Regions from separate parts of the Sus scrofa genome. Here all the other regions are linked to region 2. The links are chromatin contacts, called in public Hi-C, HiChIP or PLAC-seq and promoter capture Hi-C maps. All regions are on one chromosome and are shown on one strand. Each heading gives the region's core, a stretch centred on a gene start, on an enhancer-like site or on the middle of the called end of the contact. The rest is flanking DNA. Distances are from core to core; before and after follow the strand shown. Region 1 holds the start of KMT2A (histone-lysine N-methyltransferase 2A). Region 2 holds the start of DDX6 (probable ATP-dependent RNA helicase DDX6). Region 3 holds the start of HINFP (histone H4 transcription factor). Region 4 holds the start of RNF26 (RING finger protein 26).

Region 1 (3,624 bases), core at 349-2,848, 320 kb before region 2:
AAACGTTTCGCGGGTGGAGGGACTTAGGTTTTCAGCACCAGGAGGCCGTGGACCTTCTCTGAAGGCGTGTAGTGCACCCTCCAGAGGGCCAGAACTGACTGCAACCTGCTCACTACGACCCTCCCTGTCCTCAAATTCGCCGCCCCAGGCTGTAATATTGCATGCCCGGCGCTGTACCGGTGCGGGAGTCCAGAAAGGCTGCGTGACCTTCCAGCGAACTCCACCTCGGCTTGGGGGGGGGCGGGGGGAGGGCCGGATGGAGGCTGCCCGGGGGCCTGCAGGCTGTGTATCGATCCCCCAGTCTCAGCCAACGCAAGTTCTCCCGGTACAAACCCCTCCCTTCCTTCTGTGCTTTCCCAGCCTTGCAGGCTTCTAACGCCTAGCTTGAGGCGCCCTCCCCTCTTTCCCGCAATAAAGTAAACCCGTGGATATTCATCTCCGGCCCTAACCCTCCTCCTTCCCCCTCCCCCCTCCGCCTACTAACCCCGCGCACACAGCTCGCCGCTGGCGGGCCCCTTCCACCCAGTGTATCATAATGCTCAACGCTCTTCTCCTCCCCCTCTCTTAATCAGAAACGTGCTCGCGAACCCCCCTCCCTCTGCGTGCATACATTAGGGTCTGCTTTGCATGCAGCGGCAGGCAGGGAAGGGAGGAAGAAGGGGCGGGGGCGCTTTTGCCCGCCTCTTCCCTCCAGGCCCCGCTAGCCACCCAGCTTCAGCCTCGTTGTAACGCCGCCTCGTTAGCGGAGCACGCCGTGGCCCCCATGCCCGGGCTGGCGAAACACAACGCAACTCTTTGCAAAAGGGCACGAAAGCCAGAGGTTCCTCAGCCCCGAGCGCATAATAGGGCAAGGAGGTGGCGGGAGCTGAATCTCTCCGGGTTTGCGTTTTGGAGAGAGCTCCAGCATGGAAATGGGAGGGGCTTTTTATTTTTTAAAGCGCATTCACTGAGGGCCTTTCTGTTTTGCATAGAGTAAACTGGACAATAATTCTGTCTTGCCTGTAAGCACAATAAGGGCTCTTTTATTCTAGAAGCGTTAAATCCAGGCTAACCATCTCGTATCCATGCCTCGAGGCGGAGAAGGCGCACTCGTCCCCGACCCGGCCGCCGCGTTAGACTGGAGGCTACTCTCCCGGGCGGTTCGATTCCCAGCGCATCCCGGGAACGTGTGTAATCAGCTTCTCGGCTCTTGAGGCTGCGGGCGGCCGGGATCCCTCCGCCTCCATCCTCCCCGTAGCCCTCGCCCCTCCCCCTCTCCCCGGAACCCGCGCTCCGCGTCGGGCTCCTGGGCTTCCTTCCCCCCTCCTTTTCCAGAGCAATGCCGCTCCCGGAGGGCGGGGCATGCAGTTATCCAGGTTGCGGGGCGGGAGGGCGGGCGGCAGGCGGCGGCCCGGGCCTCGGGATGGCGTAGCCGCGGCTCGGCGTTGGCAGCGCGGGCCTGAGCCCGCTATACAGCTTGCTGGGCCGGCTGGCGCGGCCCGGCGCTCGGCATAGCGGCCGCGGGGTGCAGGCGGCCGGGCGGCGCCGAGCGGGCCGGGCAGGTTCCGGGGCCCGCGCCCCCCCCTCCGCCTCCCCGCCCCCCTGTGTTGTCGCCTCTCCCTCTCGCTGCTTCACTTCACGGGGCGAACATGGCGCACAGCTGTCGGTGGCGCTTCCCCGCCCGACCCGGGACCACCTGGGGCGGCGGCGGCGGGGGGCGCCGGGGCCTAGGGGGCGCCCCGCGGCAACGCGTCCCGGCCCTGCTGCTTCCCCCCGGGCCCCCGGGCGGCGGCGGCGGCCCCGGGGCGCCCCCCTCCCCCCCGGCTGTGGCGGCCGCGGCGGCGGCGGCGGGAAGCGGCGGGGCTGGGGTTCCAGGGGGAGCGGCCGCCGCCTCAGCAGCCTCCTCGTCGTCCGCCTCGTCTTCGTCTTCGTCATCGTCCTCAGCCTCCTCTGGGCCGGCCCTGCTCCGGGTGGGCCCGGGCTTCGACGCGGCGCTGCAGGTCTCGGCCGCCATCGGCACCAACCTGCGCCGGTTCCGGGCCGTGTTTGGGGAGAGCGGCGGGGGAGGCGGCAGCGGAGAGGTAAGGGGGCGAGGAACCCCCAGGTCCGGGGTCTCGACCCTCTGCTGAGCCCCCTCCCCTCCCCCATCCGGGATTGTGGAGCATCCCAATTCGGGGACCATCCTGGGGTCCCTGACCCGGGGCAGATGGCCCTCCCATTTCGGGGCCCCCATATAGGGGTGCGGGCCCCTAGGCGCCCCCACCCCGGGATTCCGACCCATCAGGCCGAGCGCGTTTGCCTCCCACCCTCGTTCCTCTGACCCTTCCCCAAATCCCTTGGCACAGACCCCTCTCCCGGGTTTCCCATCCCGGGACTGAACCCCTCCTCCCTTTCACAGATTACCTCATCCGAGCAAGATTCCTCCCTCCCTCCCTCCTTCCTAGAGACTTGATCCCGCCACATCCCCGCCTCCCTCTCTAGGCAGATGTTTTACTCCTGGGCAGTTTTCCTCTTGGGCATCTCTCTGGTGATGGCCTCATCCAGAGCCACATTCTTCTCCTACCCTTGGGGACCGATGTCCCTTCCAGCACCTTGCTTCCGAAAACCTGATGAACCCTCGCCCAGTCCCCAGGCCAGGTCCCTACACTACCAGCCACTCCCCCTTCCTTCACTTCCACCCTCAACCCCTACCCCCTGCAGATAGATCCTCCCGTCATCCCGCCTTACCCCACCGGGGAAAATCTACTTTCCTCTCCACCTTGCCTCCCTTCACCTCCTTTTCCTTTGAAGGTAACGGTGAGCTCCTCATACAGCAGTGTTCCCCCATCTTAGAGCTGCAGTTTCTAGCCTTTTGGTAGCAGGGGATTACTCTACCTTCACGCCATCCTTTCCCTCCTTTAGAATGAAGGATTAGTGGCATCTTTGAGGGAAAAATAGTCCACTGTCCCCTAGGCGCAGAGAAGAGCAGCTTTCTACCATTTCCCCTGGAGAGGAGGCAGGCTTTCCCTCCAGCTCTGGGGAAGGGGCCCCGTGAGGGGAGGTGTTTGTGGGGGGACCGGGGCAGCATCCTCCCAGGGGAAGCAGCTGCTCTCCTACCCCACCCACTGCGCCTGAGAGCACGCAGTCTCCAGTCCTAGCTCCCTCCCACCCTTCTTTTCTCGGTCATTTCGTTATTGATCCACCTTTTCCTAGGCCAATCCTGGGGCTTGAAAGGGCTGGGGGAAGCAAGGTTGGGGTGAGGAGAGTAGATAAGGGACAGTTTTACTTTAGTGTGGTGGTGGCGGCTGCTTCTGGTTGGGAGAAAGGAGGTTATGAAGCAAAGTTATTCCTTAGAAGGAGCAGTTAGGGTTATTGCTAGGATGCATTTAAGGGGGACTCAAGGTGAATGAAAGGTCTGGAGCTTTGCCCCCTTCCCCATTAGTACTGGGGCAAGAATGGGGATGCTTGGATAGGTATTATTCAGCCCCCTTCGGCCAAAAGGAAAGTTGCCCTGGGAAGGGAAGTTGAGTTCAGGTTCTGCCAGCGGCGTTGCGCATTTGTTTTCCATTGGATGCAGGAGGGGGAGTTTGAATTGTTGGGGAAGGGGGAGAATGGGATGGGGGATGCTAGGAGGAGGAAGAGCAGCTGCTAGGGGCTGAAGAGAAG
Region 2 (3,447 bases), core at 54-2,553:
TTCTACATTTTCAAAAATACGAACGACACACAGACTAGTTGGGAGGAGCCCCTAGCGGAGTTAATTACAGCACTTTCCAGATCGTAGTTAGCAACTGACAGTTTCACACGCCAAACTGTACCGTCATCTCCAAAAAGACCTTTTGTTTGCAAATGCAGCGCAGTTTCTCTAAGCTTGGTGTGCAAGTTAGAGTGACTGTTCTATTTTGAAGGGATGAGGGGACTGTCGAAGAGAAAGGGGACTGGGCGATAAGGGAAAGAAACAAGCCAATGATTCGAGCTCCCTAATTGTAGGGAAATCATTTCTTGCTTCTATCTTCTCACCCCCACCCAAAAAAACCCACACACTTCAAGTCAGCTCTCTGGACCCATAAACACAAAAGGGCTGGAGCCCTGCAATCGTATCTGCGCAACAAGAGCAGGGAACCAGCTCCGCGGGTAGGGAACAATAGGGACTCCCCCAAAAAGGCCCCAAAGAGAAACCCTTAAGTCAGAAGGCCTGTTCTTTTCTCCAAGAATCCGGGGCTCCAAGATCACCGCCTTGTTATTGACCTACACGGCCTTACTCAGATCAAACAGCCGGTCCTCTTCCAAACCAAGCTCTCCCGACACCGCATATCCCTGCCGCCCCCTATAGGGCCGCCTTTTACCCAGTAACCTCCACCATCTCCCTAAGTCCTTGCTGCCTCCTACGGTCCCACCTTCCCTCATCTTCTACAAAACTCCTCTGCGAACTTCGCCCGCTCCTTCTCCAGACCCTGTCGCGCACCACATTGCTCCATCCTACTCCTCCCGGGCGCCCCCACCCCACACAGCTGCCGCCCGCCACCCGCCTTCCTCCCCAGGGCCCGGCCAGGCCTCAGGCCTCCACCTCAGACCCCCTTTCAGAGCTGCCGGGGGGCTACCCGCAGCCTCGGCGTCAACGCCGACCTCCACCCCCCCGCCTCACCCCACTTCCCGCGGCTCGAGCCCGAGTCCTACCACCGAGGCCACTCCCGCTCGGCACCCCCGGTCCTTTATTGTTGACTCGAAGCTCCCAAAATGGCGGCCGCTCCTTCCTCCTCGGAAACCTCCGCCCGCCCCCACCCGGCCCCTCGCTTCGGCCTCCTCCCGCCCCGCCCCCGCTCAGCTGCCAGGGCTGCACTGCCGACCAGCCAGCGCCTGCCCGCTCCCGGGGCCGTCCAGCCCTACCTCCGCCGCTGCCCGCGCTCAAGGCGCCGTCGAAGCCGCCGCCCGGACTGAGCTAACTCGGCTCCCCCGCTCCCTGCCCCCCTCCTCCCTGCGTTCTCCGCATGGCGGCCGCTGCGGCTCCTCCTCCGCGCAAGATGGCGAGACTCCGGCCGCCGCCGCAGCTGTGTCGGCCGCGGCGTCTCAGTCTGTCCTGCTTCGCGACAGGACAAATCCTGGCCAGGGAACCTACCCGAGGAGAAAATGAAGGCCTGTGCTTTCCTACGGATCCGGGACTCACGGGGCCCCGGTGGAGGGGAAGTCGGAAGGGAAATACGGCTCCCTTTCTGAAGGGAAAGGAGGGCTGCTCTTTCTACAGCTGAGGAGAAATGATAGGGGAATGGTCGCTGGGAAGGGTCCCCCTAGAGTGGAAATCGGGAGCGTGGGACCTGAGGAGGATCTGCTTTTTCCTGACCAAAGACCGGGTAGCGGCTCGGGGACGGGAGAGCTGACCTGACATCTCCCGCGGGCGAAGGAGGCTGCTGCAGGACCGAGGGGTCGCGTCCGAGCCCCTCCGGCCTCCATCCAGGAACACGCGGAACCAGTAGTCTGGAGGCGCCAGCGCGCGCCGGGGTTTGGGCACCGGAAGGGGGGCCAGCCGGGACCGGTGCAGCGGGGAGAACCCCGGGGAGCGCGCGGGGCTGGGGACAGGGGGCGCTGTGTCAGGGCAAGCGGGGGGTGGGGGAGACTGTAGAGGCGGATCTGGCGCGGGGGTGTTGGGATGCTGAGTAGCCAAGGTGCGACCACGGCCGGAACCCGGAGAGCGAGCCTCAGGAAAGAGAATGGGACACTGGGGCAGCGATCCTCCTCGCTCTGCTCCAAAGAGCAATTCTCAGAGAGGGAACCAGGGAGGCCTAGCCTCTCCCAAAGGAAAGAAACACTGAGTCAGTTATTATAGGAATAAGAGCTCTGCACATAAATGGGGAACCAGAAGACCGAAGGCGACTCCCTTTCCAGATTGACCCTCATCAGAAAGATAATTATGTATTTATACCCATAAATATTTTTCACATCTGAATGTCTCCGTTTATCCTTAACAAAAATAACAGGAATGGACTCTTGTTCCAGGTAAAACAAGAACTGGAAGCTAGAACGTTTAAGTTAGGTCCAGGGAAAATATAAACCTGGGTCTCACCCAGCTGAGAGACAATATACAGGGCAATGACCAAACCATGTGTTGACGACCCTCAACTTCTGCTTCCAGTAGCACGAGAGGCGAAACCACAGCCTCTGCAGTGACGGAAGGGGCAAAAAACTTCGTCGTTGACTGCCAGCTTCCCGAATTTTTGCCCCTGCTCCCAACTCGGGACCAATCAGAGAAAGCCAAATATATTCCCTCAAACCAATCACTTAAGATGCCCAGTTTCTAGTTAGCCCGCCTCCAGCTACCCCGTGTTAACAACCTCCAATCAGAGCATACCCTGAAGCTTTACCGCCGCCCCCTGCCCTTTTTTTTTAATTTAATTTTTTTTTTTTTTTTTTTTTTTTTTTTTAAACTGCCGGCCTCTAAGTCTACCAAACTAAGAGAAGGCGGCTGGCTCCCTTGTTACAGCAAGCTTTGAATGAATAGCCTGTTCTCATTGGTGGTCTTCGTTTATTTTATTTCCACACAGCCTAAGGAAAGGTGGTAGAGAAGTGTGAAAAAGCTGTTCTTGAGATTTTTTAATTCCCTTTAATTTGTTCATCTAAATTTGTAGTATGTGGTCTCCCACCCAGCTTTTAAAACATCCACTCATTTAAGGGAATAACTGGCATCTTGTGCCCATCCCGGAGAAAGAATGGCTAAGTGGTTCTTTAAGAAAATGTTGAAGTATGAGGCCTCACTGTCTTTCCAAGTAGCAGGAATGTGAAGGGGAGGAGAGCAAAAAGGGAGTGGGAGGGAGGAGAGCCTAGGGATTTAAAACAGGCCACAGCCCGCTCAGGTCTCTTTCCCTAGACCGCTCAGACCAGCCAAAGGAAAGGGATGTGTTCATAAATAAACTGTTACCTTCAAAGGGGGCCTGACTGAGGTCTTGACAAAAACCAAAAGTGAGGTGCCATTTCTTCTGCAGCCAAGAGCAGAATATGAAATAGCTGCCTATTCTCACCTAAAAATCTGCCAGGGTTAAAACCTTTCAAGAGTCTGCATAATATTGTTATAAGATTGTCAGATATCCCTCCAGTTTGTTTATGTCAGCCCTTTTCAGCTTTCCGATGAGAAATATAGATGATATAGAATTAA
Region 3 (3,303 bases), core at 20-2,519, 270 kb after region 2:
GCTATAGCTCCAATTAGACCCCTAGCCTGGGAACCTCCATAAGTGGTTTCTAGAAAAGAAAAACAAATAAACGAAAAACAAAACCGAGATGTAGAAAAGACAAGTTTATTAAGGCAAGGGACACTGCTAACACAGTGGGCCAACATCCTGATAACCAGGAAGAGCTGACTCTGGGCACATGGTTTTATAGCCCAAAGACAAAAGAGTACAAGGAGTGCTCTTGCCATACACCTGTTGGCCTGCTGATTGGTAGGGGAAGAAAGGGGTCTTCTGATACATTTCCTGGTTGGTTGGGAAAGGATAAGGTCTTTGGATACACTTGCTGGTTGGCTGGAGGCATATGTTGCCTATAGGGGCGTCCTAAGGAGCGAGCTACATACCTTTTCTAGTGGGGGGCAGGAAGGAGTAGGCCAGGTTAACCCAGGAGAGGAGGTGAGGAGTGAGCCACATACCTTTCCTTGCAGGGGGCAGGCAGGAGTAGGCCAAGTTGCTGGGTGGGGAGGTCCTTAGGAACATTGTAACAGTTACAGCGACACAGGTGGGCTGATAAGGGTCTGGCAATTCTATTTGCTGGAGGCTTGAGTTTTATTTCCTTGGAGAAGCCTTGCGTCCCACAGGATCTAGAAAACCTTAGTATGGGTTTTCCAGACAGCAAAATGCCCTTGAGCGATTAAAACAGGGCAGTGGTTTGATCAGATTTGCTCTTTGTAAAGATCACCTTGAGAATAATTTGGGGGGAAGCAAGAGTGCTCGCAGTGGAACCAGTTAGGTTAGCATAGACACCTGGGTTGAAGGACGTTAATGGACTAGAGAGGGGGCGGCAAAGATTAAGAACCAGGGGTGATTTCGAGATCCTGTGTTTTTATGGGGTAGAATTCACAGGATCTGGCAATGGATTGGATGTGACGTGTGAAGGAGAAATCTGGCTGACTGCCGGTTTTCTGACTTGAAGGCGCCGTTTCCACCGAGCCGCGCGTGACACGCAGAGGTTTGGGGGGAAAAGGGGATGGCGGAAGGAATACTGCTATTTAAGAAACAGTAAGATCAAGAAGGCGAAGAACCCCCAGTTTGGGCTCAGCGGTGCTGGCTGTTCTGAGGATCGAGCTTTGCACACCTCCTACTCTGCCTCCCCCTTGTCCTTGGTCTCACCGCCCACGCGGCTAGCTAGCGCTTTAAGCAACTGAGCTGGGAGACCCCACGCGGCGCCCAACCCGAACCCTGCGCATGCCCAGTGGGTGCCGTGTGCCGAGCCTGCGCAGTTGGGGGAATTCGGGCCTTTGGGATCCCCATCAGCGCCCCGCCTGGAGCCGGGCGAAGCCCGCAGCGTTACCTTTCCTCGCGGCCCGCCGCCCCTCACTCCCGCCCCTTCCGTGTTTTGGTCGCGCACGGGTTCCGTCAGTCGCAGAGGCAATTGGCTGTTAGAGGGATCCGAGAATGGTGATTGGCTGCCTTTGGCCGTCGCTCTAGCGCCCTCCCGGAGACCGGGAGATCGTGCGAGGTGGGAGGAGAGCTGGGGACCCGGGAGCCGACAGGCGGTAAGTTGGGGACTCCGGGTTTGGCGGGGACAGCGTTGGGCAGCGCTCTGGCCGGCTGCCAAGGCCAGGCTCCTCTCCGGGCGCTTCGGCGAGTCTCCCTCTTGCAACTTGGCCACGCTAGTCTGCTTGGCGCATGCAGCGTCCCTGGTCCCCAACCCCGGTTTGAACCTCCATGCTTTGCCATCTGAGGCTTCGCTGTTGCTGAAACACGGTCGCCTCCACGCCTTAGGGGGAAGCTTGTGGAGCAGGCAGGGAGAGGTTTACCCGCTGGGGTGGTCTCCTTCCTTTTCTCCGAATTCTACCACTGCTCCAGGGGCCCTGTCCCCATCGCTAAGGGCAAGCGTTCCCTGGCCACTGGGGCATCTTCCTGTCTAGCTCTCGATCCTCGCGCGCTTTGTTTTGGTCGTTGTCTAAACACGTCAGAGCCTTATCTCTTCGGCCAATTTGTGAATCCTTAGAAGGTTCTGAACCGGGTCACTCCTTTCTTGAATACCATTCAGCGTTCATTCGGTGCTTGCCTTACCGTTTATATTCTTTAAGTATGGGCTGATTGCTTATAACTATAACTCCTGATGAAAGGAAAGGTTAGGAATCCTTCCACTTGCCTTTTGTCGACCTTTTTGTAGAATTCATACTTAAATCATCTCACCCTCAGAAGCAAGAATATGAAGAGCCAACACTTGTTGAGTTCTAGCAGTGTGTTAGGCTATTATTTTAATATTCATTATCTGGTTTAATCCACACATCAATTCATTGAGACATGATTATTCCTATGCCATGTGGGAAACCTTGCTTTAAGTAACTTGCCTAAGGTCACAGAGCTAATAAATGTTGGAGTTTTCTAATCAGATCTGTTGAATCCCTCACCCATTACTGTGATATTAGTACCTTATTCTACATTTAAGAAAAGCTAGGTGATTTGTCCAAAAGTAAAGCAATAAGTTATAAATTTACTTTTAACATTAAAAGAACTCCTAGTAGGGTATGTGTTGGCCCTGCAGTTAGAACCGAACAGAGCACAGACCACACCTTCTAGAGCTCACAGCTTATTGGAGGACACTGACAAAATAGCTACTCAATAAAACATGCTTTGGGTATTATGTATATGGGTATGCTGTCTCTGAGGAATAGGGAATCAGACGAGAAGAGGTAAGACAGGCAGGTGTGGGAAGAGAATGGAGCAAACTCCCTGACTTTGAATTCTGTCTCCATCACTTCTTAGCTTTGTGATCTTAGGTAAATTACTTAACCTATCTGGGCTGTCTCCTCATCTCTGAAGTGGGACAATAATGGTACCGACTTCAATAGATTTGTTGTATTAGTGGGTTCTTCTATGTGTAAAACACTTAGGATAGTGCTTGGCATATAGTAGATACTAAATAGCTGTTATAGGAGTTCCCTGGTCGTCTAGTGGGTTAAGGATCTGGCGTTGTCACTGTCGTGACTTGGGTTAGTGCTGTGGCTCAGGTTTGACCGCTGGCCCAGGAACTTCCACATGCCATGGGTGCAGCCAAAAAAAAAAGAAAAAAGAAAAAAGAGGAGTTCCTGTGGTGGCTCGGCAGTTAATGAACCCAACTAATATCTGCGAGGACTTGGATTTGATCCCTGGCCTTGCTCAGTGGATTAAGGATCCAGTGTTGCTGTGAGCTGTGATGTAGGTTGCAGACACAGCTCAGATCCCTCATTGCTCTGGCTGTGGCATAGGCCAGCAGGTGCAGCTCCTATTTGACCCCTAGCCTGGGGACTTCCATGTGCCGTGGGTGTGGCC
Region 4 (3,606 bases), core at 11-2,510, 480 kb after region 2:
GCCACTGTAATTGCTGACCTTCAACACACCCTGAAATGAGCTCAGGACAGAGGTCAGGAGTGAGGCTGTCTGTGCTCTGGGAAAAACCGGCAGAAGAGGCCTTCAGGTAGTTAGATATTTTCAGATGATTTCATGAGCCCCATTTCTTGTATCTTCTTATATCTAGAAAAGCACTAAAATCATTCATGGATATTCGTGATTAGCAGCAACCTTCTTGTGACCAGAAGCAATTTCCTGCCAAAATGTGTGCTGGATTGCACGCATCCCTTTTCACCAGAATCGCATATATACTTACCAACCCCTTTACCTCTTCGGAGCAGTTCCTCAGAGCTATCTGAGAGGCTGTCTCCCTTGCTATAGCTCTCATTTTGCCCCAAATAAAACAACTCACAACTCTCGTGCTGTGCATTTTCTTTTTTGTTTTTCCCAGTTGACAAACTTAAGTAGGAAATTAAAGCAATGGAGGCCAGGGGAGGGATAAAGATCCCCCAGGAATCCTTAGGCTTCTCGATATAGTTGGAACAGGATCTTATATATTTCGAATATTATTTGAATATTAAAGGAAAGGAGAAATTTTCGAGGAGCCTACTAAGAACATTCAAGCATAGATGTCTAACTAAAGTGCTCAAGTAAACAAATAGGGCCTGGGCTGGGAAGCGTGAGTTATTTCCGGTCTCTGACTGCCTTTTCTCACTGACAATAAAGTAATCTCCTGAGGATGCTGAAAAAAACCCGTGACAGGACTTGAGGAAACAGTTTGGAATAGCAGCTTGGGAATTCCCTGTCACAATCTGTTTCCTCTTAGAAACTGCTTGTGAGCAAGCACGTCTAAAATATTTTTCGTATCCCTAGGGCAACTGTAGGAGCTCAGTAAATGACAGAATAAATGAATGAATGGAGGAGGACGAGGGACCGAATCTGAGGTTGCAGAGGCTGTGCAATCCCAGAGCCCAGCTCAGAGGCACAGACTAGCAACCCACGCCTAAAGGTATCAAACCCACAGGCCTAGAGACAGATGAGCGCGCACATCACCCAGGTCCAAGGCCCTGCTTCTTTAGGGGGCGGAGCTAGGGGGCAGAGTCCTCCTCTGACCAATCACCGCCACAAGGGGGCGGGGAATTCAATGTTTCCGCCCCTCCTTGGTAAATTACTAAATATGTGTGGGCGCCGTTCAAACGGACCAATGAGTGCTCGACGTTTCCTGCGGTTGGACCTCGCCGATTGGCCAGAGTTCATTGTCCCTCCCTCCTTGTCACGCCTCTTGCCCCACCCTTTCGCACACAAGATGGCGGCACCCAGAGGAGTAGAGGCCGCGCCTAGGGTTTGCTGAGGCTCCCTTCCCCACTGCCCCTTCGAGCGCAAAGCGCCGCGAGCCCAGAGGACGGGGGCCGGGCGGGGACAGGGGCACCTGCGTAGCTGGACCGCGAGTCCGCGCCCAGCCTGCGCCGCCCCCACCCGGCCCCGGCCTGACCCCATCCCTTCGGTTCCCGATCTCCTCTCGGTCTGACCCATTGCCCGGCCGTGGTACGCCACCACCAGGCCTCCAAAGCTGAGGTTTCTCCTCCAGCCCGGGATCACCTTCACTTTAGAGATGTTTGGCCTCTTCCCTCCCAAACAGCCTTCCTTCAAAACCGGGACTCCTGGACCGGTACCTGGCCCCCTTTCCCTCCCCTGAGACTCCACTTCCTTCTAACTGGCTTCTTCCTCAGATTCTCCCTGGATTGGAGACTTCTCACCTCCCTTACAAATTAATCCCTGACCCCCTTTCCCCCGCCCCTTAAACATTGACCACCGTGACACCCTTCTAACCGGGAGCCAGATTTCATTTTGTACTAATCCCCATAGCCCCTATCATGGAGGCTGTGTATCTAGTAGTGAATGGGGTGGGCCTGTTGCTGGATGTGCTGACCTTGGTGTTGGACCTCAACTTCCTGCTGGTGTCCTCCCTCCTGGCTTCCCTGGCCTGGCTCCTGGCCTTCATCTACAACCTGCCACACACGGTACTGACTAGTCTTCTACACTTGGGCCGCGGAGTCTTGCTTTCACTGCTGGCCTTGATCGAAACCGTGGTCCGCTTCACCTTTGGGGGCTTGCAGGCCTTGTGTACAGTACTCTACAGTTGCTATTCTGGCCTGGAGAGCTTAAAGCTCCTGGGGCATCTGGCCTCTCATGGGGCACTTAGGAGCCGCGAGATCCTGCACCGGGGCGTCCTCAATATGGTCTCCAGTGGCCATGCTTTGCTGCGCCAGGCCTGTGACATATGTGCCATTACCATGAGCCTGGTGGCCTACGTGATCAACAGCCTGGTCAACATCTGCCTCATTGGCACTCAGAACCTCTTCTCCCTGGTGCTGGCCCTGTGGGATGCAGTGATGGGGCCTCTGTGGAGGATGACAGATGTGGTGGCTGCCTTCCTAGCCCACATTTCCAGCAGTGCTGTGGCCATGTCCATCCTCCTCTGGACCCCCTGCCAACTAGTACTGGAGCTCCTGGCCTCAGCTGCCCGCTTCCTGGCCAGCTTTGTGCTTGTCAATCTCACCGGCCTGGCACTGCTGGCTTGTGTGCTGGCAGTGACGGTGACTGTGTTGCACCCGGACCTCACCTTGAGGCTGGCCAGTCGGGCCTTCAGCCAGCTTCATGCCCGGCCATCCTACCACCGGCTCAGAGAGGATGTTGTGCGGCTTTCTCGTCTAGCACTGGGCTTGGAGGCGTGGCGCCGAGTCTGGAGCCGTAGCTTGCAGCTGGCGAGCTGGCCAAACCGAGGAGGGGCACCTGGGGCCCCCCAGGGTGGCCCTAGGAGGGTGCCCTCAGACAGGACCTGGCGACAGGACACTCTCCCTGAAGCAGGGCCCAGAACAGAGGCGGAAGGGGAGGAGGTCAGGATGGCCAGAATGACAGCTGCCCGGGGCCGGGAGAGGCTCAATGTGGAGGAGCCTATAGCTGGGCAAGACCCGTGGAAGTTGCTGAAGGAGCAAGAGGAGCGGAAGAAGTGTGTTATCTGCCAGGATCAGAGCAAGACAGTGCTGCTTCTGCCGTGTCGGCACCTGTGCCTGTGCCAGGCCTGCACTGAGATCCTGATGCGCCACCCCGTCTACCACCGCAACTGCCCTCTGTGCCGCCGGGGCATCCTGCAGACCCTCAATGTCTACCTCTGAAGACTCTCCCTCCCTGCCCACCCTCCATGCTCCACGTGGCCACCTGCTCTAGGACAGCATTAACACCTGAACTCTGGGGCCTGGCTTGAATCCCCTCCTGCACTCACGGCCATCATGCCAGAACCTCTAAGCCATGGGTCCAGGATACTGAGATGGGAGACTCTGGAAGACTCTGGCTTGGGTGGGGGCAGGGGAACCACTTTTCCCCACAGGGTCCCTGTGACACGGAGGGTGTTGAGTGTGTCGCTCTGCAAGACCCTGAGACTCTTCGCCATGGACTGTCCTCCGGCTTGCCAGGGCCCACCCCGATGCCAGTGTCTGGGGCTCCCCTGCGCTTCTGGTTTTTCTGTTGGGGATTTGTAGGTTCTCTCCCTGCTCCCTCTCTCCTTCCTCCCCAGCTTCTGCAGCCATGCACATCAGTGTCGTTTGGATGTTTTGGCAACTCAAGGGC

The links. Promoter capture Hi-C pulls out the DNA fragments that hold promoters and counts their contacts. Hi-C and Micro-C count contacts between places; a contact is called where the count stands out from the background. HiChIP or PLAC-seq counts read pairs in DNA pulled down with a chosen protein or histone mark.
Region 1: an H3K27ac HiChIP or PLAC-seq map of alveolar macrophages shows a contact between it and region 2. The contact joins the promoter of KMT2A here to the promoter of DDX6 in region 2. A contact is called at or near these places in 1 of 47 Hi-C or Micro-C datasets (heart right ventricle) and 1 of 2 datasets of contacts at active chromatin or transcription factors (alveolar macrophages).
Region 3: a contact with region 2 is called in a Hi-C map of skeletal muscle, with 5 times the contacts expected there. The contact joins the promoter of HINFP here to the promoter of DDX6 in region 2. A contact is called at or near these places in 2 of 47 Hi-C or Micro-C datasets (liver and skeletal muscle) and 1 of 2 datasets of contacts at active chromatin or transcription factors (alveolar macrophages).
Region 4: a promoter capture Hi-C map of fetal liver shows a contact between it and region 2, with 2.8 times the contacts expected there. The contact joins the promoter of RNF26 here to the promoter of DDX6 in region 2. A contact is called at or near these places in 1 of 5 promoter capture datasets (fetal liver) and 1 of 2 datasets of contacts at active chromatin or transcription factors (alveolar macrophages).

The regions. Positions count from the first base shown.
Region 1 is chr9:45,741,968-45,745,591 of Sscrofa11.1, forward strand. It overlaps KMT2A (histone-lysine N-methyltransferase 2A), which reads left to right and starts at 1,599. Exons shown (of 37, transcript XM_021062912.1): 1 at 1,599-2,060. The coding sequence starts at 1,629.
Region 2 is chr9:46,061,954-46,065,400 of Sscrofa11.1, forward strand. It overlaps DDX6 (probable ATP-dependent RNA helicase DDX6), which reads right to left and starts at 1,304. Exons shown (of 13, transcript XM_021062947.1): 1 at 1,191-1,304. LOC106504894 (proline-rich receptor-like protein kinase PERK2) reads left to right here. Exons shown (of 2, transcript XM_013979478.1): 2 at 637-1,434. The coding sequence ends at 1,434.
Region 3 is chr9:46,334,861-46,338,163 of Sscrofa11.1, forward strand. It overlaps HINFP (histone H4 transcription factor), which reads left to right and starts at 1,270. Exons shown (of 10, transcript XM_005667424.3): 1 at 1,270-1,535.
Region 4 is chr9:46,542,472-46,546,077 of Sscrofa11.1, forward strand. RNF26 (RING finger protein 26) reads left to right here and starts at 1,261. Exons shown (of 1, transcript XM_005667432.3): 1 at 1,261-3,606. The coding sequence starts at 1,854. The coding sequence ends at 3,155.